Linked DNA regions of Mus musculus: all the other regions are linked to region 7. The links are chromatin contacts, called in public promoter capture Hi-C maps. All regions are on one chromosome and are shown on one strand. The core of a region is the stretch at or near the end of the contact, and the rest is flanking DNA. Distances in the headings are between cores, read along the strand shown.

Region 1 (3,527 bases), core at 990-3,489, 2.4 Mb after region 7:
AATGAACCTGAAGAGCGGCACTTTGAACAGACTGTCTGGGTCTGCCTCCCCAGGGTTGGGATGCTAGGCTGTATTCAGATAGGCTTTTGAGGGGAGGAGATATTAATGCAGGTCACCACACTTAGGTGACAGGCACTTTTACTACCTAAACCATTTCCTCAGGTCCAGGTGCTTGTGTTCTGACCTAGTTAATAAACGGTGACATTTACCAAAGTAAGGAGAAGTAGAAGGGACAGCTGATGAAGAAGTCAAGGGTTAACTACGGGTATGTTGAGTTTCAGATGCTATTAGAACTATGGAGAGGTTGACACAGGCATTTGAGAAAGATTAGGAGCTGTAGCTTTGTTGGAGGAGGTGTGGCCTTGGAAGAGGTGTGGCCTTACAGGAGGTGTGGCCTTGGAGGGGTGTGGCCTTGGAGGGGTGTGGCCTTGGAGGAGGTGTGTCACTAGGGCTCTGAATTTTCAAAATAGTAGTTGTCTCAAGACGTGAGATCTTAGCTGCTGTTGCACTGTCATGCCTGCCTGCTCATTACCATACTCCCCACCATGATGGTCACGGACTCTAATTCTCTGGAACTGTGAGCTCCAAATTAAAAGCTTTCTTTTATTAATGGCCTTGGTCATGGTATTGTATCACAGTAGTAGAAAAGCAACTGTCTGGTTTAGGATTTCTATTGCTGTGAAGAGACCCCATGATCACGGCATCTCTTATAAAGGAAGGCATTTGATTGGGGCTGGCTTATAGGTTCTGAAGTTTAGTCCATCATCATCGTGGCAGGGAGCATGGTGTAGTGCAGACAGGCATGGTACAGGAGAGGTCGCTGAGAGTTCTGCATCAATAGGCGAGCAGCAGGGAAAGTAACACTATGGCGTGAGCACACTTGAAACCTCAGAGTCCCAGAAAAACACTTCCTTCCAACCGAGACACACCTACGACAAGGCACACCTCCTAACTGTGCCACTCCCTAAGAGCCTCTGGGGGCCATTTTCTTTCAAACCACCACAGTCCCTAACACAGCAATTCCATCCATAGATACATATTTAAAATAACTGAAGGCAGGATTGCAGGCAGGCATTTGAACACATGCATTGATAGTGGCTTTACTCACACTAAGCAAAAAGTGAACAAGGTTAAACTGATGAATACATCTAATGTGCTTTGTACAGTAAATATGTTCAGCCAGGAAATAATGAAATGGGGGAGGGGAGAGCTTGTTTGGTTGGAGCCAAAGTCTCACTATGTAATGGCAAGCTGGTCTTCAATTCCAGATCCTCCTGCCTCAGACGCCCCTGGATTGGCCGACTTTAAAGGCACACACCCACCAAATCCAATCAAGAATGAAGTTCTGTCTCATGGTACAACATGGATAAAAAACTTGAAGGTGGTATATGATTGGTCAAATATGCCAGCCATAAATAAATAGTGCTTGAATAGGCAATTTTATACAGACAGAACATTGTTTTGTAATGGGAACCAGGGATAATAAATAATTTCTATTTAGTGAGTGGGTGCCAGTTTGTAATGATGAAAAATTTATAGAGAGTAGCCATTGCTCAACAGGGTGGATGTAGGTATATGGGCTAGAGGGATGGCTCAGTGGTTAAAAGTGTGTATTAGTCTTCCAGAGCACCAGAATTCGATTCTCAACCCAATATCAGGTGACTCACAGTTGCTTGGAACTCCAACTCCAGGGGTCCAATGTTTGTCTCCTCAGGCTCACTCATCCCTTACCTCCATATATATATATAATGAAAATGGTTAGATGTATTTGGAAAAATTAAAATACATATACCATAAGCAAGTCACAGGATTGGAGAATTGAGCAGTTTTTTTTTCCACCCACTCCATCCCTTACTGGGACCCTCACTCCAAAATCAGGGTGTGTGTGTGTGTGTGTGTGTGTGTGTGTGTATTGCCATAGTTCACACACACACTCACACACACAGCATCTTCTCAGCAAAGGCCCTTGGGGGTTGGGGTAAAGCAGACAGGGCGTCGACTAAGGAGTTTACACCTTGCAGAACTGCGCCATTGCCAGTCCTAGGAATCATTAGGGTGGGGCGTGTTAACGCGCAGTTCAGAGCCTGGGAACCCACAAGCGCCCTCTTAGAGGTTCTGCCCCTTTTCCCATCGCAGGATCGGTCCTCTGCAAGGCACCCTGGCCGAGGCCCGGCAGCCCCAACTCGGCACTCGACTTTTGATGCCTGAGCATCACTCGCGTCTGCGCAGTCGAAGGCGCCGGGCTCGAGTCTCCGGCCGAAGCGATTCCAACCGAGTGTACCGGAGGGCGGCTGCGGCTGCGCGACCCCCGACGGCCGCTGCGCCTGCGCGACGTGGGACAGCCGCGCCATGGCGGACGAAGAACTTGAGGCGCTGAGGAAGCAGAGGCTGGCCGAGTTGCAGGCCAAGCATGGAGTGAGTGAGCGAGCGGGCGGGCGGGCGAGGTGACGCCCTCGCCCCAGGCACAGGCTCTCGGCGTTTGCTCGTGGGACCCCGGCTTCCGCGTACCCCATGGCAACGTGTGTGTGCCCACGGGGATGGGGGTGTCCCCGGAGGTCACCGCCGCCTCCTCGGCTGCCGTAGGGTCCCGCGTGAGGCTTGTGCGGGTTGGGGTGTGCGCGCCTTCGAGTCACCCCCCACCCCACCCCCCAAGTCTCGGTTTTCGCTGCCGTCGAGCCTCAGGCGATCCTCGCCGGGATTGGGGTGTCCTCGGATTGGGGGGGGTCTTGCCGACCGGAAGCCCGCGCTGTGTAGAGGGGGATCCTCTGAGCTCTGGTGCGGAGGACGCCGCTCTGACAGCGCCTCCCCGGGCGGGAGTCGAACCGCGGACTCCAGAGATGGTGCTCAGCCCCTGCGGTGCCGGCTAGGAGGGAGTAGCGGGTTGTAAACTTGCCTTGGGACAAACGCTAGTGGTGGTGGGTGACCTCAGTGGCAAGCATTTGAGCCTTTGAGCCAGCATCTTTCGTGCCAAGCCAGGGTCTCTTTTTTCCAGTCTTCTCACTGGTTAAAAATAGGGCTCCATGATACCGGGGCCTTTTCAGGAATGTGTGCGTTCTCAAACATTCTTTTAGATTGTGACTTGAGACGCTTGGGAAATGTGGGGCTGGGAGTGGGGGTTAGCCTGGGCCACAGTGCTTACCTAGCATACACAACACCCTCTCTTCCCTGAGTTCCACCCTCAGCCCTTATTTAATAAAACGAACACAACATTGCAAATGGAAACTGACTTATTGATTTTTTTTTTTTTTTTTTTTTTTTTTTTTTGGTGAGGTCCAGTTTCCACCTCGGGAACCTATTATAGCAGAAAGAATATCGAATAAGCCCTTTATTTTTGTTTTCATTTATTTGGTATTTTACTTTATTTTGAATACGGTCTCTGTTTATAGCCCAGGCTGGCCGGTAACTTGAGATTCTTGTGTCTCCTAAGTGCTAACTATGGTGACAAATGTGCCTCACCCCACCTTTCCCTGACCCATGTGTTCTTCTCTCTTCTTTTGAAGTTCCACTCCATTAAAAGGTAAAAATTA
Region 2 (3,903 bases), core at 1,320-3,819, 2.5 Mb after region 7:
CTTCTGTTTGGATTCTTGGCTACAATCCAGAACGCGATTTCATCTCTGGTTTCATGAAGATGGTAATGCGTCACTACAAAGCCTACGGAGCAGACAGCGATGGTGGTGAGCTGGCTTTGGAGATGGTTAAGATTCAGTTTCTGGGTTGGAGCAATGGCTTGTGGTCAAGAGTGCTTGTTGCTTTTACAGAGGACCTGAGTTCAGTTCCTAGAGCCTACTTTGGCAGCTCATAATTTCCTGTGACTTCAGGTCCATGGGTATCAGACACCTCTTTTAGCCTCTGAAGGCACATGGACTTCTGTGCAATTCAAACACTCGAATACACACACACATACACACACAAATAAATGAAAAACCCAGCTTCTTTCTGACTGTGCAGATGCACATTAGGACTCCATAGGCTGATTTTGAACAATCAGATGCATGAGGCCGTCTTGGCCTACACCGTCAGGCACTGTCTCAGAAAACCACAGGCATTACCACAGTAATGCCGTATAGAGGTGCGATATTTGCCTAGCACAGCCAAAGGTGTGGTTATGACCCTCTAGCACTACAAAAATAAATGCATGAGCACCACGTCTGCTGCTTCGCTTTGTACTCCAGGCCTTGGTTGATTTGTTCTAGAGTGGCCAGAATCTGGGAACAAGACTGCTGCTATCAAACCAAACACTAAGGGTCACAAAACCACAGAGCCATTTTAGTGAATGTGCCCTTCCTGAAAAAGTTTAATCTCTTGTGTAACAGGTTAGGCATCTGTAGTAGTAACTTTTTAACCTTATTGGCGTTGGCAAGTATTACACAAGTATACTGACAAAGCTTGCAGTGTCTCACACATAATATTATCACTCTGGGAAGGTCACCAGCCTCTTAAGTCAGAACTTAACTCCTTCCTATCCATTGCTCTGCATAGTCAGTCAAGTACCACATTGTGTTGTCTATTTCCCAAATGCACTTTAAACCAGTCCCCTTTTCCTATTCTATTACCATTCTTTTCATTGAAGCTTTTGTTTCTTGCCTAGTACATTCTATAGCCTCCAGGCCAGGCCCACACATCTGAGTCACTGTACAGTTGTCAGTATGTCCTTTAAAGACACGGGAATCATCCTGTTACCACTTGGAGGAAAGAGGATTTTTTTTTTTTAATGTAGGGGGCTGGTGAGATGGCTGGGGGAAGGGGCAGGAGGCAGGTAATGGCACTTGCAGCTAAACCTGATGACCCAGGACATACATTGTCTTCTGGGCGCCACATGCATTCAATGGCACTTGCATAAGTAAGTAATAAGTGTAAAAAAAAAAGTTCCCATAATGACACCTGGGCTCTATAATAGATTTAGAATAAATTTCAGCTCAAATTTCCCGTGTCAGTGCCAAGAGCATCAGTTTAGACAAGGGTAGTCTGTTGGCTCACAGATAGACGGCGGCGGCAGGTTATCTTACTAAGGGCAGATACTTCTCAACCTGTGGCCCCATTTTCTGTTTCTGGAGATGCAGTAAGTACACAGACAGCTCCATCTTTAGACAGGTTAACATTAAAAATAACCAAAGTCAACTGCAAAATGATGAGGCTGGCACACACCTTTATTAGTCCTAGACTTGGGGAGGCAGAGACAAGCAGATAGATCTCTGTGAGTTCAAGGCTAGCCTGGTCGTCTACATAGCAAGTTCCCAAAAAAGCAAGACTACATAATAATACTTTCTCAAAACTAACAAAAAACATCTCTATAGCCCCAAGAATACAGCCTAACTCATCCGAAACCCTAAAAATATGTGATCAGTTAGGATGGGATTTACAAGAGTTGGTGACTGAGAGAGAGCTGCAAAAAGGGAGACAGAAACAAGCTGTTTCCAAAAAACAAAATAGAAGTGCAAGTCCTCCAGCCACTTAAAAGTTGGAGAGGAAGCCAGGCAGTGGTGGCGCATGTCTTTGATCCCTGCACTTGGGAGGCAGATTTCTGAATTCGAGGCCAGCCTGGTCTACAGAGTGAGTTCCAGGGCGGCCAGGGCTACACAGAGAAACCCTGTCTAAAAACAAAACAAAACAAAACAAGAAACAAAAACAAAAAGAAAAAGAAAAAAGGAAAAAAGGTTGGAGAGGAGGGGGAAGCATTGCTAGTCTAGGATTAAACATCTCCCACGTAGAAAGAGAACTAATCACACTAAGATAATTTTCCCTGATCCTCAGGTGCTCAGGCAATAACAACATCTACAACTTAAGACAGACTACCCCAAGGGACAGGGACTAGCCAAAGACATTCAAACTACAGAGTAGTTAGTCTAACTTGGCATCTGATCCACCCATTCGTTTATTAGCATGGTTCAAGAGAGCTCCAGACACCTTGGAACCTCCTATACAGGCAACAGGCCAGCGTAGGGGACAAAGTCCTAGTCGTTTGCGTTTAGTGGGAAAGGTTCACAACTAGAAATTATTTTCCACTCCACACTGGCACCCGTGCTCCCAGAGGCTGGCTGGTGACTGCAGCAGCTGTGACAGGGCTGTGACAGGGCGAGAATGACCCTGACTGAAGCGCAGGGCATTCGAGGAGGTGCTCTGGCGCGGGAATCACGCTCCTCCCACAAGTAAACCTCCGGAAGCCGCCAGGCCGGATTTTTCAGGCCCTCAACATTTATAGGGCTTCTGGACACCACTCTACGACCCGGCCACTTCCTAAGGGGGATCTGAAGGACGCCGGCCATGAGCAGCTCGAGCAGCTGGCGGCGGGCAGCCACCGTGATGTTGGCAGCAGGCTGGACCCACTCGAGCCCGGCCGGCTTCCGGCTGCTGCTTCTCCAGCGAGCACAAAACCAGCGCTTCTTGCCCGGCGCGCACGTCTTCCCGGGCGGCGTGCTGGACGCGGCCGACAGCTCACCCGACTGGGTGCGTCTGTTCGCGCCTCGGCACACGCCGCCGCGCTTCGGCCTAGGCCCGGAGCCCCCTCGGCAACCCCCCTTCCCCGGGCTGTCCCACGGCGACGCGGACCCCGCGGCGCTGCCCGATGACGTAGCGCTGCGCATCTGTGCCATCCGCGAAGCCTTCGAGGAGGCGGGGGTGCTGCTCCTGCGGCCGCGGGACGCGGCTCCAGCTTCTCAGGAGCCCAGTCAGGCGCTGTCGCCTCCGGCCGGCCTGGCCGAATGGCGCTCGCGCGTGCGCAGTGACCCGCGCTGCTTCCTCCAGCTGTGTGCGCACCTAGACTGCACGCCTGACATCTGGGCGCTGCACGACTGGGGCGGATGGCTCACCCCGTATGGGCGAACCATCCGCCGTTTCGACACCACCTTCTTCCTGTGCTGCCTGCGCGACATTCCGCGCGTGGAGCCCGACGTGGCCGAGGTGGTGGGCTACCAGGTAGGGGTCGCGGGACCCGCCCCCCGGGATGCGCTGAGCCTTACCCCAGACCAAAGGCGCACGTGCGTGACCTTGCTTTAGGCTCTCAAGGACTCAACTCTCACCCTAAGCGGGGGCGCGGCAATGCTCCCAACTGCCTGTTCTGGACACTTCCCAATTCACTTCATGCCCTAAATCGTTTTCATTCGGGTTTCTAGAACACATTATAGGATTTCAGTCATTAACTTTCTTCTTCCTTCTTCATCTCTTCCTGTTTCTCTGTTCCCGTTTCCTTCGTCTTTCGCTTTCTCTCTCCTTTCCCTTTCCATCTTTCTCCTTTTTCTAACCCCTTTCTCTCTCTGCATGCGCACGCGTGGTAGGTGTGTGTGTGTGTGTGTGTGTGTGTGTGTGCGCGCGCGCGAGTTGGTCTGTCTGTCTCCCTCCATCCCTCCCTCCCTTTCTTTTTCGTGTCACTTGCAATGCACCAGGCACAGTTAGTTAGGCTTCAGGCCTAGGACCCGAGGTCTTGAGTGTGCCACCGCTTCAAGTTCATCTTTTATTTATGCAAAAAAATGTTTTCA
Region 3 (3,834 bases), core at 314-2,813, 2.7 Mb after region 7:
CAAGCTATTGCTAGGTCACTGTTGGGAGGGACATAGAGTTGTCTGTAAGCCAACAAGGGCGGTAAGAAAGGCTTCATTGGGAGTGGCTATGATCAGCGGGCATTGCTGCTTTGTTGCATTGTTATGAGCTTCTCAAAAATTAAAGGAAGGGGCTGGAGCGATGGCTCAGTGATTAAGAGCACTGACTGCTCTTCCTGAGTTCAATTCCCAGTGGTTCACAACCATCTGTTTGTTTGTTTATTTGCTTTCGAGACACTTTCTCTATGTAACAGAGGCCTGGCAGCCCTGGACTCACTTAGACAACTAGGCTGACATTAAACTCATAGAAATCCCCCTGCCTCTGCCTCCTCTGCCTCCTCTGCCTCCTCTGTCTCTGCCTCTGCCTCCTCTGCCTCCTCTGCCTCTGCCTCTGCCTCTGCCTCTGCCTCTGCCTCTGCCTCTGCCTCTGCCTCTGCCTCTGCCTCTGCCTCTGCCTCTGCCTCTGCCTCTGCCTCTTGAGTGCTGAGATTAAAAGTGTGAGTCACCAAGCCAGGCTGAATCACACCCCCCCCCGCCCCCCCACGTCTTGGCCAAGCTTGTGAAGTGAGATAACAGCGCCCATTGGCAGATGTCTGTACCTTAGATTTTCTGAAGGACCTCTCATTCTTAGCCCACTTGGTCTGCTTCTCTCTCTCTTTTCTAATTATTTGATTATTTATTATAGTGTCTCATTGTGTAGTTTAGGCTGATGTCCAGCTCTCTATCCATGCTTGATATCTTGTTTCTTGTCTTTCACCAATTTCCTTAGCGTGCAGGGTTCTGATATTCTCAGGGTCGGCAAATCCTTCCAAAAGTCTAGGAGGGGGCCTCACTTTTGCAAATATAAAGATGACAAGTATATTGTGTGTGAGTGTGTGTGTGGCCCGATTCATACGATGTGCACTAAAGACACATCTGCCTGTTGGTTCCTTCCCATTTCCGGTGTAGAGGGCCAGACAGTGGCCACTGGGCAAGCACTTTTCCGGAAGCTGGTTGGGACCGGTGGAAGATCGGGTTGGCACTTATTGCTGGCTGAGGCAATTAAGCAGGGGCGAAGGAGCCAGTCGCAGGACTGGCTGTACGGAATTACAGAGACTCTGCCCTGCGTCCGAATATTTGGTTTCCAGCATCTTATCGCTGTGTCCTTCCAGTACTCAGGCGCATGGCAGAGCCAGGATGGGGTGTACAGAGACCAATATTGTTTTTGTTGTTTGTTTGTTTTCGTTTTCTTCTTCTTCTTTTTTTTTTTTTCTCGAGACGAGACAGGGTTTTTTTGTGTAGCTTTCATTGTCCTGAAACTTTCTTTGTAGACCAAGCTGGCCTCGAACTCAGAGATTCTCCTGCCTCTGCCTCCTGACTGTTAGGATTAAAGGCGTGCGCTATCACTTCCCGGCACAGATACAAATCTTATCTGCAGTCGGACTTGCATAGGACTATGATTTGCGAGGAGGAGGTGACATTTCCCCCTCAAACAAGTCTTTATAGAATGCTCCAGTTCACAGAAGCGAAACTGAATGTTTTTGGCCTATAGAGGCTCCCGTAGCGAGGGGGCGGAGCCCGGAAGGAGCAGGATGGCGGCGCTGGACAGTGACAGCGACGAGGATCTGATCAGCTATGGAACGGGCCTGGAGCCTCTGGACGAAGGTGCGGGTCCGATGGCCGGCGGTGTCTGAAGGGCGCAGGCTGAGAGTCCAGCACGTGGGCGACAGCGACATCTCGTCCTGGGTCTGGGCTCGCTCGCTGTGGGCACAGGGAACACGCTGGAGAGGCTTGTGCACTGCACTTGGGCGCCGCGTTCTCGGGGGGCAGAGAAGGACGCGGAGGGCTGGGAGATGCAGGAATGACTAGGCAACATGGGTATGATGGAGGGCGGTCAGTCAGTCTCTTGTCCCGAGGCAACGTTTGCACCCGTCCTTGAAAGTAAAAGAAACCAGACCTGGAAAATCTGGGGAGAAACACTTGAGATAGGAAATCCCTTAAAGTGGCAGACAGCTTAGCAGTCTAGGGATAGTCAGGATTCGTGTGGGTGGCCCTTGCCATGGTAAGGAATCTGGAGTGTGTGTGTCCCTGAGGAGGGAACCTCGTGCATTCTAGGCTAGTGTGTTACAACTGAGCTACATATCCAACCCCAAGAATTGGAATCTTTCCTTTTTCTGACAGGGTCTCATGTAACCCATGCTGACATCAAACCCCACTTTATAGCCCAGACTGGACTTGAACTCTTGATCCTCCTATTCTTGTGTAACATGTGCTTGGTTTGCAGCTGTGTGCCGTCACACCCAGCCAGGAGTTTGGCTCTTATACTACGGGTATTGGTTCAGTTTACACAAAGAGAAATGCATTTCTTCCCTTTTACTTTTTTTTTGGGGGGGGGGGAACAGGGCCTTGCTAGCTCCACTTGGCTGGACTCACAGTATTTTAGCAGCCTCTGCCTCTCAGGTGCTGGTGTTAAAGGTGTGTAGTGCCATGCCTGGCAGGATGCATGTTTTAACATTATGTTTGCTTTAATTTTGAGAGTAGTTTCCTTGGGGGGTGGGCAGGAATGAAGCAGGGAGACTGTGGTTGTGTGGACTGGAGAGTTAGCAGCAACAGCTGTTGAGTAGGTTTTGCATGGAGCAGACTTGACCGGTGTTGACTGGAGTTGCTCGTGAAATACAGAAATACAGGGGTGAAGGTAAGATGAAGCAAGGCTCTGTGGCGTTTCCGGTCTGTTTCACTTAATGACTAGGTTTATCTACTGGGTGTCCATACCGCTGATGGGAGTGCTAACATTGTGGGGAAGATAGAGGAGTCACAGTGGTGGACCAGAAGTTACCTGTAGACTTTTGTTGGTGAGGCTTCCCCCCACTGCCGCCTCCTGCTTCCCATCCTGACCTGTTGGCTATACCTCTGAGACATTTTCACTGAGACTCTTACTGCCTTTTTTTTTTTTTTGTTTTGTTTTGTTCCATTTTTTATTAGGTATTTAGCTCTTACTGCCTTTTTAAAATTTATTTTATTTTTATTTTTTGGCAGGAGTGGGTATAAGATAGGGTCTTTCTATATAGTCCAAGCTGGCCTTCTATTTATCAAATATGTAGACCAGGCTAGCTTTAAACTCAGGACTATGCTCCTTTCTTAGCCTTCCCAGTCCTGGGATTACAGCTTTGCACATCACATATCACATATGTCTTAGACAGCTCCTCTGTGACAGAGTCACATGCAGCACAAGCTAGCCTCAAACTTTTGTGTGGTGAAGACGGACTTTGAACTTCTGGTCCTCCTGTTTCTGCCTCCCAAGTGCTGGGACCCCAGGCCTGTGTGTGCTACCTGCCCCGTGTGTGTGGTGTTGAGGGTGAAACTCAGGCAGCTGTGCTTGTTAGGCAAGCATTCCACAACTGAGCTATATCCCCAGCCCAAGCAGTTCTAATCATTAGAAATGTTTGCCAGGGGGGGGCTGGTGAGATGGCTCAGCGGGTAAGGGCACTGACTGCTCTTCCAAAGGTCCTGAGTTCAAATCCTAGCAACCACATGGTGGTTCACAACCACCCATAATGAGATCTGACCCCTTCTCTGGTGCATCTGACTACAGCTACAGTGTACTTATGTATAATAATAAATAAATCTTAAAAAAAAAAAGAAAGAAATGTTTGCCAGATCCTAACCCTAACCTCTGACGACCAAAGGGAAAGATAGGTGAGTCTCTGTGCAAGTTCTTGTATGTTTGAAGGTTGCCCTTGTGTTTCCTCAAAGATATCTGTGTTCATGCATTTTTATGTGATAATTTTTCTCTATCCCAGCTAGCTCCCAAATAAATGAGACAGAGGTTTATTTGAC
Region 4 (3,841 bases), core at 104-2,603, 2.4 Mb after region 7:
TCAACCAAGAAACCGAACACACTCTGTGTGGTTGTACGTCTCTGGGTACCTGAGTTTTCCATAAGTCTTCTCTACATACAGGACGAGAGGACCTCGCCACGTGTAAAGCAGGCAGGGATACCCTTTCCACTTTCAGCCCCGGCGGAAACTCAATCAGCTGGCCTAGACCAGGATCTGAACACACAGCCTCCTCCCTCAGTTTGGTCACCGGAAAACCTCCCAGGCCACATGGCCTGGGAGCGACAGCTCTGCCCACTGCCCCAAGTCCCAGCTCCGGGGGACCCAGGCCTGCCGTGGTGCCACAGGAACAGATGCATTCTCCGCGCCGCCTAGGCATCCCTCTGGACCTAGTGGACAACGTGCGCGCCGCGATGCGGACCGCAGAGGAACGGGAGAGCTGGGAGGCTCAGCCCGCCACGGGTCCGGGCCCCTGGGGCCCATCAGCCCAGCCTGGGGCTCCCCTTCAGTGCAGGGAACCCCTCCCCCTTCCTCTCCCAGGCCCCGCCCGACCTCGGCGTTCCCCAGAGTAGGGAGGCGCTGGAGGATACCCGCAGAAGACACTTACTTAAGAGGCTACATAGTTTCACCTCTGTGCTACGACAGCACCTCCCGGACCCTGGGCTGGGACCTGAGTGCCCACCACCCGGGTGCGGTGGCTCCACTCTTCAGCCTACCTCTTTACTCCGCCGTTGGGCGGAACCCTGCTCCAGTCTGTCCAATAAGAGGTCGTTTTAGTCGAGACTGACACGTAAACAGAGCAATCATTAAGTCTAGTTCAGTCGGAGGTGGGGCCCAGGCGACTCCGCGCTTCCTACTCAAGCTAGCCCCGCCCAGAACCAGGGAGTGCGCGTGCCCAGAATTCGAGAGGCGGGACCTAAGGAAGATCTGATATTAGGGGTGGGGTCCAAGCTGGGCCCCTGAAATGGGGTTAGACTGTGATGAAGAAGAGAGCTCCAACTAAGTAACAATCCTACCCGGTCGATCGCCCGTGCTACTGGTGATGCAAACTGGAGGTGCCCAGACTTCCGAGCCACCCTACTCTGTTGCCTACAGGGTCTAGTCCCTTGGTCCTTTCCCTTCACTAGCATGGGCTGCGATAAGCTAAGCATTCTTTCTACCGAGTCTCACTTTTCCTCGTCTGCAAAGTAGGAAAAAAAAAAACCTTGAATTTGTAGGGCGCTAAGGTTCCAGAATTATCATGGTAGGGAGAAGAGGGAAAGCCACACTTGATCTACCTGGGCTGGGCCCCGCCTACCCCTGGCCCGGGGGCGGGGAGGGGGCGGGGGGGGCGGGCGGAGGAAGCCCCGGGCCTGGACTGGTGGCTGGAGGCGTGTCCTAGGAAACTGGATCCTGCTGCCCTTGGCCGGGGCTAAGGCGCGCGGCTCGTCTTGGAGACTTGGGGTCGATCAAGGATGGGGTCTTCACTCTGGGCTTCTCAGGGAGCCGCCGTGAAAAAGAAAGTGGTGCAAAGACACTACGCGTGACCCGGAGCGCGTCTGGGGGAAATGGAGGAGCGGATGGGGAGAAGCTAACCAGACTACCCCAGCCGTGGGGACGCCGGAGGCGCACCTCAAGGGTCCCTGGAGAGCTCTGTTGAGAACAGCGGCGAGGACATGAGGAGCTTTCAGTCCGCCCTGCTCAAGGCTGGCATCAGGGCTGGAGGCGACCTACGACGTTGAAGGTTGCAAGTAGGGTACCGCCGGAGGGCAGCGCCATGGCCAGAGAGGAGTGCAAGGCGCTGCTGGACGCGCTCAACAAGACCACAGCGTGCTACCATCACTTAGTGCTTACTGTGGGCGGCTCCGCGGACACTCAGGACCTACGCGAAGAGCTGCAGAAGACCCGCCAGAAGGCGCGGGAGCTGGCCGTGGCCACCGGCGCCCGGTTGACCGTCGCGCTCCGGGACCGGAGCTTAGCTACCGAGGAGCGCGCGGAGTTTGAGCGGCTCTGGGTGGCCTTTTCAGGCTGCCTGGACCTGCTCGAAGCCGACATGCAGCGCGCACTAGCGCTGGGAGCCACCTTCCCGCTGCACGCGCCGCGCCGGCCACTTGTTCGCACTGGGGTGACGGGCGGCTCCTCTGCTGTAGCTGCGCGCGCCCTGAGCGCCCGCAGCCTGCGGCACGAAGCGGAGAGCGACTTCGATGTCGCCGATCTGCCCCAGTTGGAGCGCGAAGTCCTCCAGGTGGGCGAGATGATTGACGACATGGAAATGAAAGTCAACGTGCCCCGCTGGACTGTACAGGCGCGACAAGCGGCAGGCGCCGAACTCCTGTCCGGTGCCAGTGCCGGCGCGTCCTCAGCCGGTGGCATTTCGGTAGAGGAGCGCGCGGGCCCCTGCGACCCCAGCAAGGCCCTGGCTGCCACCGTTTTCAGCGCCGTGCTGTTGGTGGCTGTGGCCCTCGCCTTATGTGTGGCAAAGCTGAGCTGACTGATATCCAACGGTCGTCCGCTGCCCCTTTTCTTTCCAGGGCATGGGCTTCGGGTTTGAACCGTTAAGGAGAGAGGTAGTGAGCCTGAATGTGTGCATATGAACATGATCCTTTCAAAGCCCACCTCTGCCTGGGCAAAACGTGTTTTGTTTTTTAACATGCTGGCCCAAGAGGAGTTAACAGCACAGGGCGGCCAGGCCATTACCTCTAATGTCTGTAGGAGCTTTACCTCCTATTAATAGAAATCGGTCCACAGTGACCCCAGGTCCCTCTGAGTTTGATGGGTTAAGACGTATGTCCCAAGTTTGGTGCCCTCACGCTGGTTGGTAGCACTCATTCTGTTTTAGACGAGACAATTTTGTTAAGGTGTGGGGTTGTATCAAGCATAGTGGTGGTGGGGGAGGGAGACATTTTGTTCCCTAGACAAGAAACCAGTTGCAGTAAGATGCGCGTGGGTTTTGTTACCTTAATCCTTTGGGGCCTAGGCTTTGGGAGTGTGTACGGATAGAGGCTCGTGCAAAGTGCTTTCTCTGTGATACACTACTGCACTTGGCAGAGCCTGCCTATTAGTCACCAGGAGCTGCAGCTATGAGAGGTTTTTGTGTCGTGACCCCATTTAGGGTCACAGCCAAGAAGGTTGTGGTGTATCCTCTGCACACTTGCTTCAAGAGAAGACCGCTCCATACTCATCCCCGGATGGGGGAGGGACAGGATGGTGCTGCTTTGGGAAGGGCCACACGGCTATGTAAACAGGCACGTTCTCCTTCTCACCGGCTTACTTTATCCCAGAATTAGACCACAGTGTTTGACCCTCCTTTGAGGGAGGGCTGGGGAATCCTCTTTGAAGCTCTTAATCCTATCTATCCCTGGAATTTACTCGATAGCCAATAGGAACGCTAGTTTTCTAGAGAGCTGCCCAACTGTCTGACCCCATGTTACAGGGAAGGGCGATGCTGGTATCACTAGTAACCAGGGGTTGTGAGCCTGGCAGCTGAGTTCAAAATGTAACAGCTTTAATTTGGAATTTAAAGAGCTTTAAACACTCGCATGCGTACACACACACACACACACACACACACACACACACTATCTGAAAGAATGTAAGCACGTTAGTACCAAAGTTGGGTTGCATGTTTGTTTTTGTATAAAGGAAACTGGGCCACAAGCTCATAGATGCCAAGTGAGTCAAGCTTAGAGAACTTTTACATTGTATATGTAGTCTGCTAAATATGAATCTGCATCTGCTTTTTTCTAAAACCCTGGGGACCAGCGAGATGGCTTAAGAGGTAGAAGTATGTACTGTATCGGGACATAGTAGTGCACACTTTTAATCCTTGGAGGTAAAGGCAGGAGGATCTCTGAGTTGGAGGGCAGCCTGGTCTGCATAATATCCGGGACAGCCAGGGCTACAC
Region 5 (3,488 bases), core at 296-2,795, 2.3 Mb after region 7:
AACTGGAGTTACAGATGGTTGTGAGCTGCCACATGGATTCTGGAACCAAACCTGGGTCTTTTGGAGGAGCAGCCCTTAGCTGTTGAGCCATCTCTGCAGCCCTAAGGTAGGATATTTTTAGTGTAAATAAAGGTTAGTAAGCATCGCCCTTGAAACTCCAATCTGGGGGGGAAAGGAATGAGGCCCAAAGGTCAAGTACACTCGGGCCTTAAAGCAGACCCTGTTTAACATAAGATCCATGAGAGGAACTCATCATTTCTGTTAGCAAACTTTACAGCAAGTATTCTGTGCTGGGATCCTTGCCTGCAGCTGGCGAGGGTTCATCTAGATCTGCAGTGGAATGGGGGAAATTCCTTCTCCTTCCTCCATAATTTCCCTTGCCTTTCTATCGTGCTTCACTACAACTCATCGTCTTGCTGCATGCTTGTGACAAGCCAGTACTCTATGTCTCTGCATATGGCCCAGGCAAGAGTTGGACTTGTCATCCTCCTGCGGCAGCCTCCTTCCTCAGCAGGACTACAGGAGCGCCATCTAAGACCTTAAATCTCAGACTTTACTCTTAGTGCGCACCCACTTTCTATGAGAAGCACTACGACCCGACGTTCTTATGACAGTTCTTGCCTCGTGTTACAGACATGAAGCAGCAGCTGAATACTGTTCCCCTCAGGGACATGCGCCTCACACCAGTTACATGTTCCACAAATCACTTTAAGTAGGTGTGGGGTGAGGGGCTATCTAATAAAGCATTCTGAGCAGTGTGTTCTTGGTATTAACAGTCGACAACCAAAAGAGAAAAAGATCTATCAGGGACAGGTAGCTAAGAAAGGCAGGGTGTATGGAACAATTTTTGTTGGAATTAGATGACAGGCTGCCTTTTCGTAGGTACTGATCTCAGTGGGCCATCCACTACCAAAACTCAGTCTGGCGCACACCTTCCTTTAGTCACAGCACTCAGGAGGCAGAGGCAGACGTGAGGCCAAATTGGTCCACACGCAATTTCAGGCCAGCCAGAGCTAGAAAGTGAGACCCTGTCTCAAAGAGAGGGAAAAGATGCTGACAAGCAGTTTAAAGATAAGAGGAACATCTAGGACTCAATACTGAAGGTGCATGTTAAGGAGGAGAATTAACAACAAAGGCCAGAGCAGTACTACGGCGGCGGCGGGAGGATGGGTGTGGATGGGTTGGGGGTGTGGGGACTGAGAGGCATGTCTTTGGAGACCCAAAAGTGTCTGCGGATTTTATCACTAAACAACGTCGAAAGTGCATATAGCCGGACATTGGAGGCAGGAGGTAGAGCTGGGAAGGTCCCCCGAGACTGGGTAACCTTTCTTCGGGGCACCAGGGACTCCGAACACAGGAACAAGCCAAGCTTAAGACCTGCCTCGGAGCCTAACACCCCCAAAACAGCCCTCTGAGCGGAAGTGTACCTCTTCCTTCCGGTGTGCGCCGCACGAGACGGGGCGGGGCAGCGCGGGAGGCGGGGGCGGGGCCTTGCGTTGACGAACAGCTGCCGGGACCAATGAATGCAGCGGTAGCGGCCCGGCCTCCCCGGCGCGCCCCTTCCCCGGGCTGTAGACGCCCCCCAGGCCCATCCTTGCAGCGCGCCGCACAGAGCCGGGAACAGCTGGGTCCTCCTAGTCTTCACCTCGCTGTAGCCCGTGAAGTGGGCGCGTCCCTAAGGCCTGGGTGCTCGGGGTGCTTCTTTGCCAACCCGAGCCGCCCCTGAGGACTGCTGAGGCCGCAGGTCTGTGGCTGGGGGTCGGGCCGCGAGGGGACTGGACGCGCAGTGTCTACGGGACACGTGGGCGGGGCGTGGGAGGGAGCGTCTCAGAGCGGGAGCGAGTGTCGCGAGGTTCCCCGGGCCGGCTAGCACCTGGTCCTCGCGTGGGCTCGCCAGGTGCGCAGGGGAGTGGCTCCAGGTGCGGGGGAGTGGCGCGCGTCCTGGTCAGTAGTCCAGGAATTGCCTTAGGGTCTCTTTGCTAATGTCTGGCAGGGCTTTGAGTCCGGCTGGCCGGAGCAACTTTTTGTTTCCTAGTTGGGGAGGCTGTTGCCATGCAGACGGGAAATGTAATTAGCACCTGGCATGTTTGTTAACTTTCTGCTTTACCAGGCTCAGGGTAGATGTAAGGTGGGCCCCCTGTATAGCCCTAACCCGCCGAGGGCTAGCAGGGAGGGTATAACTCCTCAAGAGGGGACAGGATTCCAGCTGTGGCTGCAAGACTTTGAAAAGATTTCTTCTCTCCCCCCCCCCCCCCCGTTTCTTGTGCTTTTTGAGCACACTGCATTTGAGTCTGTGTTCAGTCTGAGCATTTTTGAATGAATGAATCTTAACAAAAGCATTGTGTGGTGTTGGCTTCCTCTGTTGTATTTAGCAAGAGCCTTTCCGTTAGATAAACATAGACTTTGGTAACTAGAGTGCAGGTTGGATTAGCTGCCGAAACAATCGCGTCTGGCTACTCCTCATCTTTAATAGATAATTAGTAAAACGCTATTCATTAGTCAGAGGAACCAGGCAAGATGTTCCCGGGGGACTGAAGCCAGCTTACTCACCACCACCACACCCCCGCCTCCCCCTCATAGCTTCCAAACTAGGTAACTGCTCCCGCAGCTACACCCACAGTTGCTCCCCAGAGAGAGCAGCCACCCTGACTGGCACAGCCCCGCACTGTCTTACTGTCTTTGACATCCAGGCATAAAGCTTAGCAGGGATTTTTTTTTTTTTTCAAAGAACACAGGTGCTAAAATTCAGGTATCAGAAACAGTGTTTCAGTTCTTCAAAATCTGGCTGTCACAAGTTTACTAGGAATCCCTCCCACGTGGTCAGTTCTGTGGGAATAAATCAGACCCACTACTTTCTGTAGGAACTGTAGAAAATAATGTAAAACTGTGTCACGCAACAAATCCCACAGTTAGTGTTACGGAATCAGGGAGGGAAAACATCACAAGGGTGCAGCATCCAAGATGGCTTCCTGGAAGAAGTCCTGGGCATCTTCACGTGGCTCACCTGTATCCCTACCTGTATCACTCCCTCTTGGCAGTGCCTGCTGGAGGAAAGGTGCTTCGTCAATGTGGTTTAGTTAAACATTTGTGTTGTATCTTTAAAGGCTGATTAAGATTTGTTTGGGAGGGTCTGCTGAGCAGGGGACAGCAGGCTAAGACAGGCCATTTAAGCACATAAGGGTGTGTTGGGTAAAGTGGGTGCTGACATTTCCATGGGGCATTCATCTGGATGTTGTTTGTAGGAGTGGTTGGAAGAACAATGCGTATGAGTCTTTGACATCATGATGTACATCCGGCAAAGAAAAGAGACAAAACCCATAGAAGTTTCTGAGGATTTTCCATCACCAAAAGAAGATGTGAAGTTGGAAAAGAAATTGCCATCTGGTAGGTGGTTGGAACTAAAGCAGTATTTTGGATTACTTTTCCTTCTGCGTATTAACATATGTCACGATCTAATAGGGTAAAAAAAAAAATTGGTGCGATGTATG
Region 6 (3,688 bases), core at 379-2,878, 2.6 Mb after region 7:
AGTAGTAGTTGTTGTTGGGTTTGTTTATTTGTTTGTTTTTTAAGGCAGAATTGTACCTAGAAAGAAATTTTTGTGCAGTTTTCCTAAGAGTACTGATAACCTAGATGGACACTAAGCTGAGATATGTAGAGCACATGTTTAGCATGCACAGGCCCTGGCTTCCACTCCCAGGAAGAAAAGAGGAAGGAAGGAAGGAAGGAAGGAAGGAAGGAAGGAAGGAAGGAAGGGAAGATGGAAGGAAGGAAGGAAGGAAGGAAGGAAGGAAGGAAGGAAGGATGGAAGGAAGGAATGGAGGAAGGAAGGAAGGAAAGATGGATGGAAGGATTAACTTAAATTTGGTGCTTCATATTTAGTAGGCACCAACTGTACCCAATCCTGAAATCTGAGATCTTCCATTGAAGGTACCACACCCCAGACAAGTCCACTGATGCTCAGAGAAGCCATATTAGTGCATCTCTGAGCAGAGGTAACCACAGAGCGTAATAGTCTAGCCCTCTACTTGTGGCCTTTTGGCTAGTGTGATCAGTTCCAGGATTCAGGACTTGATGGTCAAGCACGGGCGTGACCCTCGGTGCTGCTCATCTTGGGACTTACCTGGGCCTCTCTGGAGAAGGGTTGGGGCTCCGAGGAGGGGGTGTGCGTGGCACCGCTGGCTTCGGAGCGATGCTGGCTGCGGGGAGGAAGCCATGGATGATGTGGTTCTGCACAAATGAAACCCAAGGCAGGTCACCGGGAGAAGATCACCTTGCTCCTGGGCCACCATCACCTCCCAAACTGAGGTCACTCTAGGGATCCGGCCCCACAAGAGTCTTTACACACACACCTGCCGCTGTTCCCAATCCCCATTGGTGAGGCAAGGGCACTCACTGGGGCACACCATCATGGCTATCCGATTCATTCACACCTCCCTGCTCACGGCAGCTTTCCTGACCGATTTCAATTGTCAACTGAACTGGGCTAATCTATACCTACCGTGTAATGAAGCACACCTTTGGGTGTCTGTGGGAGGGCTTTTCCAGAGAGGATTAACTAAGTGAGCTGGGCTAATATACCCTAAATAGGAAAGGAATCAACTCATGGGGGAAGTTTTCTCCAAGACAGGAGTGAACTCCCGGCTAAGAGGAGAATCCTGACAGGGAGGCCAAGATTCCTGTCTGTGGCAGGCTCTGGACATGAAGGGTTCTTTGGAACATTTAGTCTGGGTTTCTGGAATTTAATGCTCCCTGATAGCGATCCCGCCTCGCTCCTATCTCAGTCTTTAAAACCTGCACATGAAGGCAGGAGAGATGGCTCAGTGGTTAAGAGCATGGTCTGCTCTTCCAGAGGTCCTGAGTTCAATTGCCAGCAACCACATGTTGTCTCACAACCATCTGTAATGGGATCTGACACCTTCTCTTGCTATGCAGGCATACATGCAGATAGATCACTCATATAAATAAATCTTTTTTTTTTTTAACCGCACTCGAAGGCCTGGAACTACTCACGAACTGGCTCCGGCGGTTCCTGCGGAAGCTGAGGAGCATCCTGGCTGAGAGCTGAGGGCTGCGGGTTGAGCCGCCAGGCGCTGGACTAGCTGGAAGGTAGACCCCGCAGCCTGCACAGCTCCCCACAGCCTAGCTCCCGCGGACCCCCGACTTTACAACAAGCATGTCTCACATTGGCTCTGTTTTGAGTCTCAGCCTATCAGAGTCAATTTTACTGCCACCCGTTGCTCTTGACAACCCAGCAAGGCGTCATTCAAATTCCAGCCAGAGAGGAAGCAAGCTGAGACTTCCGTTCGATTATTGGCTATAGTAGACGCCCATCTTTTACCTATCACCCAATAAAACGCTGGCCAGGGCGGTCAGAATTTTAAAGAGGGCTCCCGGGCTGTGGGAACCCGGAAGTGGCAGGGCCTCAGGTGAGGTCCACGGAGATTCTAGACCCCGGCGCAGTGAGCTTCCCTGCCTTTGTAGCCCTGGACAGGAACCGAATAGAAGGACAGGGACCGAATGGAAGAGCCACCGTAAGCGTCCTGTTAGGACACCAGAGCTAAGGGAGGTGCTTACAAAGAGGGACGGAGTCACTCAAACAGAAATCTCCCGGGTTTAGCTCGGGGTAGTGGCGCCCGGCTGTCATTTTAGCACTTGGGCTGCTGAGTTCAAGTCCAGCTGGAGTCAACTATCAGTACAGAGCCAAGCGTGATAAGAAGACCCAGTCTTATTTTGAAAATAAATAATCTCTTGAATTCAGACTTCGGTTGAAGTAGCTCAGTGCCTGAAAATCCACTCTACAGATCCTGTCAAAGAGGTCCCGACTTCGTGTAGAACTGTGTGCAACAGCGCCTGCTCTAGTGAGACCTTGCATTTTCCTCATTTAGACCAAAACCACGGATGGAAAGGAACCCGCCTGATGGGACCGGTCCGGTCCACGTGCCACTAGGACATATTGTGGCTAGTGAAAAATGGCGCGGGTCCCAACTGGCTCAGGAGATGCAAGGTCAGTGAGCTGTCTTCTGTCATACCCCTTTCTTCCCAGCACGTTAAAAGAGAGAGTGAGAGAAATGCTGGGTATGGTGATGTTCCTTTGCAATCCCAGCACTCCTGAGACTGAAGTAGGAGAATCATTGCGTTAGAGACCAGCCTGGGGCTACATAGCAAGTTCAAGGCCAGCTTGGGCTATGAGAACTTGTCTCAAAATAGTTACATAGACTAAAATGAAAGGGGACTGGAGAGAGAGCTCCGTGGTTACGAGGACTGGCTTATCTTACAGAGGATCGTGGTTTAATTCCTAGCACCCACATGGTGGCTCAAGGAGTCAGACTCCTCCCTCTTCTGGCCTTTGGGGGCACTAGGCTTGCACATGTGCACAGACATATGCGAGCAAAACCTACATATAAATCTTTGGGTTTTATTTTATTAAAAAGGAGGTTTAGGACAGGTGGTGGTGGGTCACACCTTTAATCCCAGCACTTGGGAGGCAGAGACCGAAGGATCTCTGAGTTCAAGGCCAGCCTCATCTACAGAGTGAGTTCTAGAACAACCAGGGCTACACAGAGAAACCCTGTCTCAAACCAACAAAAAGCGGGGTGGGGGCTAGAGATGGCTAGATCCCCATCTGTTTTCACTGAGCTGTTCATTACTGCCTGTAATTCCAATTCCAGAAGATTTGATGCCCTCTCATGGCTTCTCAGGGTACCTTCATGCACGAACACACACATACACACATATACACACATTTAAAAAAATGAATCTTCGCACAAAAAGTACATTTCAATTGTTGCTGCCTTGTTAACCTGAAATTTCTAAAAACGAATTTTCTTGTCTGTTTTTTAGGAAAAGTTAGACTCATTTTTGAGGAGGGCCTGGCATCAGCAGATTTTTACCTGTCTAGCAAATCTTGCATTCTCTATGTCACTGAAGCAGATTTGGTGGCCGGACATGGCTACAGAAAAAGACTCGCTCGCTTTAGAAATGTAAGTACCGAGGTGCTAAAATCTAGCATCCCCTCTCTTCAACCGTCCCAAGCGCTGAGTGATAGCTTTCTGAACTGTGTTACCAGAGCTGTGTTCTTCTCTTTTGAAGTCCTCACATCTTCAAGGGATCATAATAGTTGAGAAGACCCAGATGAGTGAACAGTATTTCCCAGCAGTCCAGAAGTTTACTGTGCTAGACCTTGGGATGGTGCTGCTTCCAGTGGCCAGCCAGTC
Region 7 (3,629 bases), core at 404-2,903:
TTTATTTTGTTCTCTATCTGCTTCTTGCTACATGTTCTTTTGCTTTTGCTTGATACATGTCTAAAAATGCACTCAAACATAAACAAATCTATCCTAGATCACTTTCTGTAGGGAATGCCATTCCAGAGGATTCAGTGTATTATGGCAGGGAGGCATGGCCTGCCTCAGTTTACTTCACAGCTGAACAAGAGGCAGAGAGTGACAGGTAGTATCCAGGGATGCTATACCAAAGACTTACCCCACTGACCGACTTCCTCCACTTAGGTTCTACATTCTAAACGACATACTAAATTCCCCACCCCCTCACTTTTCAAGACAGGGTTTTTTTGTGTAGCCTTGGATGTCCTGGAACTCACTCTGTAGACCAGGCTGGCCTCAAACTCAGAGATCTGCCTGCCTCTGCCTTCCAGATTCTGGGATTAAAGGTGTGAGCCACCACTGCCTGGTACATCCTAATTTTTAAGTATCCTTCCAAATTAGTACTACCTGTTAGGGACCAAGTATTGAAACACATGGGGTCAGTTCATATTCAAAGCCCAGCACTAGAGAAGTAGCTTCTGCGGTGCCCTAGGAGTCAGGGATGCTGCTATTGGCGGGAGGCAAGATGAGTGCTCAGAGTTTGACTGTGTTTCAGAGGTTGCTGCATCTGCAGGGAGAGAAATTCATATTTACCATCTTCCCCAATCGTCCCTGCTTTTTCTTTCTTGATGCAAGTGATCAAAGGATGGATGTGGACTTGGGAGCTGGAACAGAAGTGGAAGATAGGGGCAAACAGACCCACAGAGGGCCAGAATTCTGCAGGTGCCTGCCAGCCTGTTCCTATACACACAATACTGAGGTAATAGGATCTATGCCTATTGTCCGGGCTTGGGATAGAGTTAGGACAAGGCCACAAGGTAGACTAGAGGACTGCCACAAACAGAGGCTGCACAAAGGGCTAGGGGGAGGAAGTGAGTCCAAGAGATTTATTCAGCTCAGGCTGGCCTGGAACTTGCTATGTGGACCAGGCTGGCTTCAAACTCACAGATACCCTCCTGCCTCTGCCTTCAAACTGTTGGGGATTAAAGGTGTGCTCCCTGCTCCAGCTTCCAATTTTTAAAATACTGAGTGGAACAGGGATGGGGATTTAGCTCAGTTGGTAGAGTGCTTGTCTAGCAAGTCCAAAGCCATGCATTTGGTCCCCACTGTTAAACAAAACACCAGAATTATAAAATACATGGGATAGGGCAGCAGCTGTTGTTGAAAAATGTGCTACACAGTGCATACGTAGTAACATAGTAATATTAATACTGCAGCTTAATATATGTAAGGAAAATTGTAATGTGTACAGTAATTAATACATACGCAAAAATATAGTTGTATATTGTGCATTTTAGCTCATTAAACCACATTAGTTCATTAAAAGGCATGGGAAACAGCTGAATTTGATAAAATTAAATGAGCTTATGAAACAGTCTCAGTGCTCATATTAAGTTCCTACCACCACAGGCAGCGCCAAGCGAATTGGGACCCACTATCCCGCCGCCTCTCATCCTGTGCAGGGGTCCTGAGCGGCTCAGCCTCCACCCCACCCGGAGGCCCTGTCCCCGCCATAGCCCCGCCCCCTAGGGCGGAGCTTGAGAGCTTCCCGGCGTGCTGCGCGGGCGGGGCGAGGGGCGGGGCGTGCGCGGAGGCGCGGCAGTCGCGGGACGCTAAGCTGGGCCCGGTTGCGGGAGAAGAGCGTGGCGCGCCTGGTGTAGGGCCTGCTGCTCCGAGGCGGCGGCGGCGGCGGCGGCGGCGGTATGCGCGTGTGAGATGCGGCCGCGGGTAGCCCGGACGCGAGCGGCGGCCCCCGGGGCAGCGGCGAAAGTGAGCGCGGCCTCTTCAGAGAGAGGCGTGCAGTGCATGAGGGCGAGCGCGCGGGCGCTGGGCATCCGCCGGCCACGCCGTCTCCATAAACACTTGTTTAGGACTTGTTCGCCTCGCTGAGGCTGCGGCGCCGGGCATGGAGCCCCCGTCCGAACCCGAGCCCGAGCCCCAGCCCCTTGCAGAGGCCTCAGCCGCCGCTCCGCTGCGCGCACCAGAGGTGGCGCGGCTTCGCGAGGAGCAGGAAAAGGTAACAGGCCGCGCTTGGTTCCGGCCCTGGCCGGCTTCCGCATGTGGCCGCGACACTCTGAGCAACCTCTAATGCGGCCAGCCCTCTGCGTGAAACCGAGATCCCCACGCGCGAGCTGCGCAGCCTCGGGCCGCGGGGACCACGGGAGAAACTTTTGTCACGTGCATTTGTTGTCTTTTGTCGGTGGCCCTTTGACCTTCCCCGGAAGGGATGCGGGGATGTGGGGAATACAGAGGATGCAGGGGATAGGATAATCGGTTGACCCTGAACTGAGAGAGCAATTGTTGGGACTAAATAAAAATACGTGTTTTTTTTTTTTTCCTTTTTGGTTCGGGGATTACACTGTGAACAGAAGTGGTCACTCTTTTTACCCCTTAGCTATTTATTATCTAAACGTTGGTACAATGCGCGCGTGCGCACACACACACACACACACACACACACACACACACACACACACACGAGATATCCTTATTTGATTGAGCGTCCAAGTTTGACTACGTTGGTGATGATGCACTTCCTGTGCAATCCAGCTCTTAGGTTTAGTAGTCGACAAGAGAGAAGGCCTTTGTTAAATTTTAACTTCAAGCCTTTATTAAACAAGGCTTTCCCCACTTTTTTTTTTTTTTTTTGATCTACCAGAGGAGAGGAGAATGCTTAGAATCTCCGAATGGGAATTATTATATATTTTTTTTTATAAGGAAATGTTATGTAGTTAAGAACTACAGCTCGATTGTTAAATGTGAAATTGTCCTGTGGATTCTGTAGGTTTTCAAGTTGATTCTCCTGACGTGCCTTGAAATTCTTTGAAAAGCGACATTTAATTTGCTTAAACGTCACATGTCCTGTTGCCAGAGTGAGGTATTAATAAAGGTTTAGGAAGTTGCATAAACATTTGAGAAGCTCTATTTTTCTATATTTAAATATTTTTGCGTGTAAACTTTATGTTATTTATTTGGAATTTACTCCTGGAGAATTGTACATGCAGTCAGTTAAATCTATTTCGTCCCTTCAACTTAACTCCCTTTCCCTCCCACACATCCCCCTTCCAACTTCATGTCCTTTTTTTTTTTTTTTTTTTTTTTAAATATCTCAGTCCAGCTAGTGCTTGCCCATATGTGTTAGATAGAACCATCCAAGGAGCACGGGCACCACAAATCCCATGTGTCAGTCTTTGTCCCTTAGCTGTTGTCAACTTCCAGTAGCTCCTCAGTTAAGGGTGGATCTTGGGAGCTCCTATTTCATGTAAGCTTGAATTTTTGCTATGAAACCCAAACTCCTTTTTATTCATATACCTATGTAAAACTTTTCATGAAATGTGGTTAGAAAAATTGCTGAGGTTAACTATATGAAAGTTTTTCCTAGGTCCCAAGAAATCCCTTTTGGCTTAGAAACCACCTGTTAACAGATTGTAGGAGTCTTTCATACTTTGGTTAGCTCCTGCTGCTGCTGCTTTATATATATATATATTTTTCCCCGTTTTTCCCTAATACATAATACAACTGTTGGATTTTAAACTTGTTCTTAAAGATGA

The links. Promoter capture Hi-C pulls out the DNA fragments that hold promoters and counts their contacts. Capture Hi-C pulls out chosen DNA fragments and counts their contacts.
Region 1: a promoter capture Hi-C map of hippocampal neurons shows a contact between it and region 7, with 11 times the contacts expected there. The contact joins the promoter of Pdcd5 here to the promoter of Uri1 in region 7. A contact is called at or near these places in 6 of 39 promoter capture datasets (the C10 cell line, cranial neural crest, embryonic stem cells and 3 more), 1 of 484 Hi-C or Micro-C datasets (CD4 T cells), 5 of 115 datasets of contacts at active chromatin or transcription factors (astrocytes, embryonic midbrain, embryonic stem cells and 1 more) and 2 of 9 other capture datasets (adipose tissue and liver).
Region 2: a contact with region 7 is called in a promoter capture Hi-C map of liver, with 5 times the contacts expected there. The contact joins the promoter of Nudt19 here to the promoter of Uri1 in region 7. A contact is called at or near these places in 8 of 39 promoter capture datasets (the 3T3-L1 cell line, the C10 cell line, cranial neural crest and 5 more), 3 of 115 datasets of contacts at active chromatin or transcription factors (astrocytes, embryonic stem cells and large pre-B cells) and 2 of 9 other capture datasets (adipose tissue and liver).
Region 3: a contact with region 7 is called in a promoter capture Hi-C map of hippocampal neurons, with 4 times the contacts expected there. The contact joins the promoter of Gpatch1 here to the promoter of Uri1 in region 7. A contact is called at or near these places in 4 of 39 promoter capture datasets (cranial neural crest, frontonasal cranial neural crest, hippocampal neurons and 1 more).
Region 4: a contact with region 7 is called in a promoter capture Hi-C map of adipose tissue, with 4 times the contacts expected there. The contact joins the promoter of Rgs9bp here to the promoter of Uri1 in region 7. A contact is called at or near these places in 7 of 39 promoter capture datasets (cranial neural crest, embryonic stem cells, frontonasal cranial neural crest and 4 more), 1 of 484 Hi-C or Micro-C datasets (B cells), 6 of 115 datasets of contacts at active chromatin or transcription factors (astrocytes, embryonic forebrain, embryonic stem cells and 3 more) and 2 of 9 other capture datasets (adipose tissue and liver).
Region 5: a contact with region 7 is called in a promoter capture Hi-C map of pre-B cells, with 5 times the contacts expected there. The contact joins the promoter of Dpy19l3 here to the promoter of Uri1 in region 7. A contact is called at or near these places in 10 of 39 promoter capture datasets (the C10 cell line, the HPC-7 cell line, cranial neural crest and 6 more), 1 of 484 Hi-C or Micro-C datasets (CD4 T cells), 2 of 115 datasets of contacts at active chromatin or transcription factors (acute myeloid leukemia and large pre-B cells) and 1 of 9 other capture datasets (adipose tissue).
Region 6: a contact with region 7 is called in a promoter capture Hi-C map of liver, with 3 times the contacts expected there. The contact joins the promoter of Cep89 here to the promoter of Uri1 in region 7. A contact is called at or near these places in 2 of 39 promoter capture datasets (the HPC-7 cell line and liver), 1 of 484 Hi-C or Micro-C datasets (CD4 T cells), 3 of 115 datasets of contacts at active chromatin or transcription factors (astrocytes and embryonic stem cells) and 2 of 9 other capture datasets (adipose tissue and liver).

Annotation. Positions count from the first base shown.
Region 1 is chr7:35,646,194-35,649,720 of GRCm38.p6, reverse strand. Pdcd5 (programmed cell death 5) reads left to right here and starts at 2,239. Exons shown (of 6, transcript NM_019746.4): 1 at 2,239-2,415. The coding sequence starts at 2,350.
Region 2 is chr7:35,554,594-35,558,496 of GRCm38.p6, reverse strand. Nudt19 (nudix (nucleoside diphosphate linked moiety X)-type motif 19) reads left to right here and starts at 2,569. Exons shown (of 3, transcript NM_033080.2): 1 at 2,569-3,343. The coding sequence starts at 2,693.
Region 3 is chr7:35,316,169-35,320,002 of GRCm38.p6, reverse strand. Gpatch1 (G patch domain containing 1) reads left to right here and starts at 1,563. Exons shown (of 20, transcript NM_026181.1): 1 at 1,563-1,662. The coding sequence starts at 1,590.
Region 4 is chr7:35,583,094-35,586,934 of GRCm38.p6, reverse strand. It overlaps Rgs9bp (regulator of G-protein signalling 9 binding protein), which reads left to right and starts at 1,353. Exons shown (of 1, transcript NM_145840.3): 1 at 1,353-3,841. The coding sequence starts at 1,715. The coding sequence ends at 2,428. Ankrd27 (ankyrin repeat domain 27 (VPS9 domain)) reads right to left here and starts at 688. Exons shown (of 29, transcript NM_145633.3): 1 at 566-688.
Region 5 is chr7:35,752,511-35,755,998 of GRCm38.p6, reverse strand. It overlaps Dpy19l3 (dpy-19-like 3 (C. elegans)), which reads left to right and starts at 1,545. Exons shown (of 19, transcript NM_178704.3): 1 at 1,545-1,744; 2 at 3,243-3,384. The coding sequence starts at 3,282.
Region 6 is chr7:35,395,003-35,398,690 of GRCm38.p6, reverse strand. Cep89 (centrosomal protein 89) reads right to left here and starts at 1,628. Exons shown (of 19, transcript NM_028120.3): 1 at 1,485-1,628; 2 at 595-701. The coding sequence starts at 1,523. It overlaps Faap24 (Fanconi anemia core complex associated protein 24), which reads left to right and starts at 1,924. Exons shown (of 4, transcript NM_178643.5): 1 at 1,924-2,478; 2 at 3,315-3,454; 3 at 3,564-3,688. The coding sequence starts at 2,373.
Region 7 is chr7:38,017,576-38,021,204 of GRCm38.p6, reverse strand. Uri1 (URI1, prefoldin-like chaperone) reads left to right here and starts at 1,653. Exons shown (of 11, transcript NM_011274.5): 1 at 1,653-2,095. The coding sequence starts at 1,985.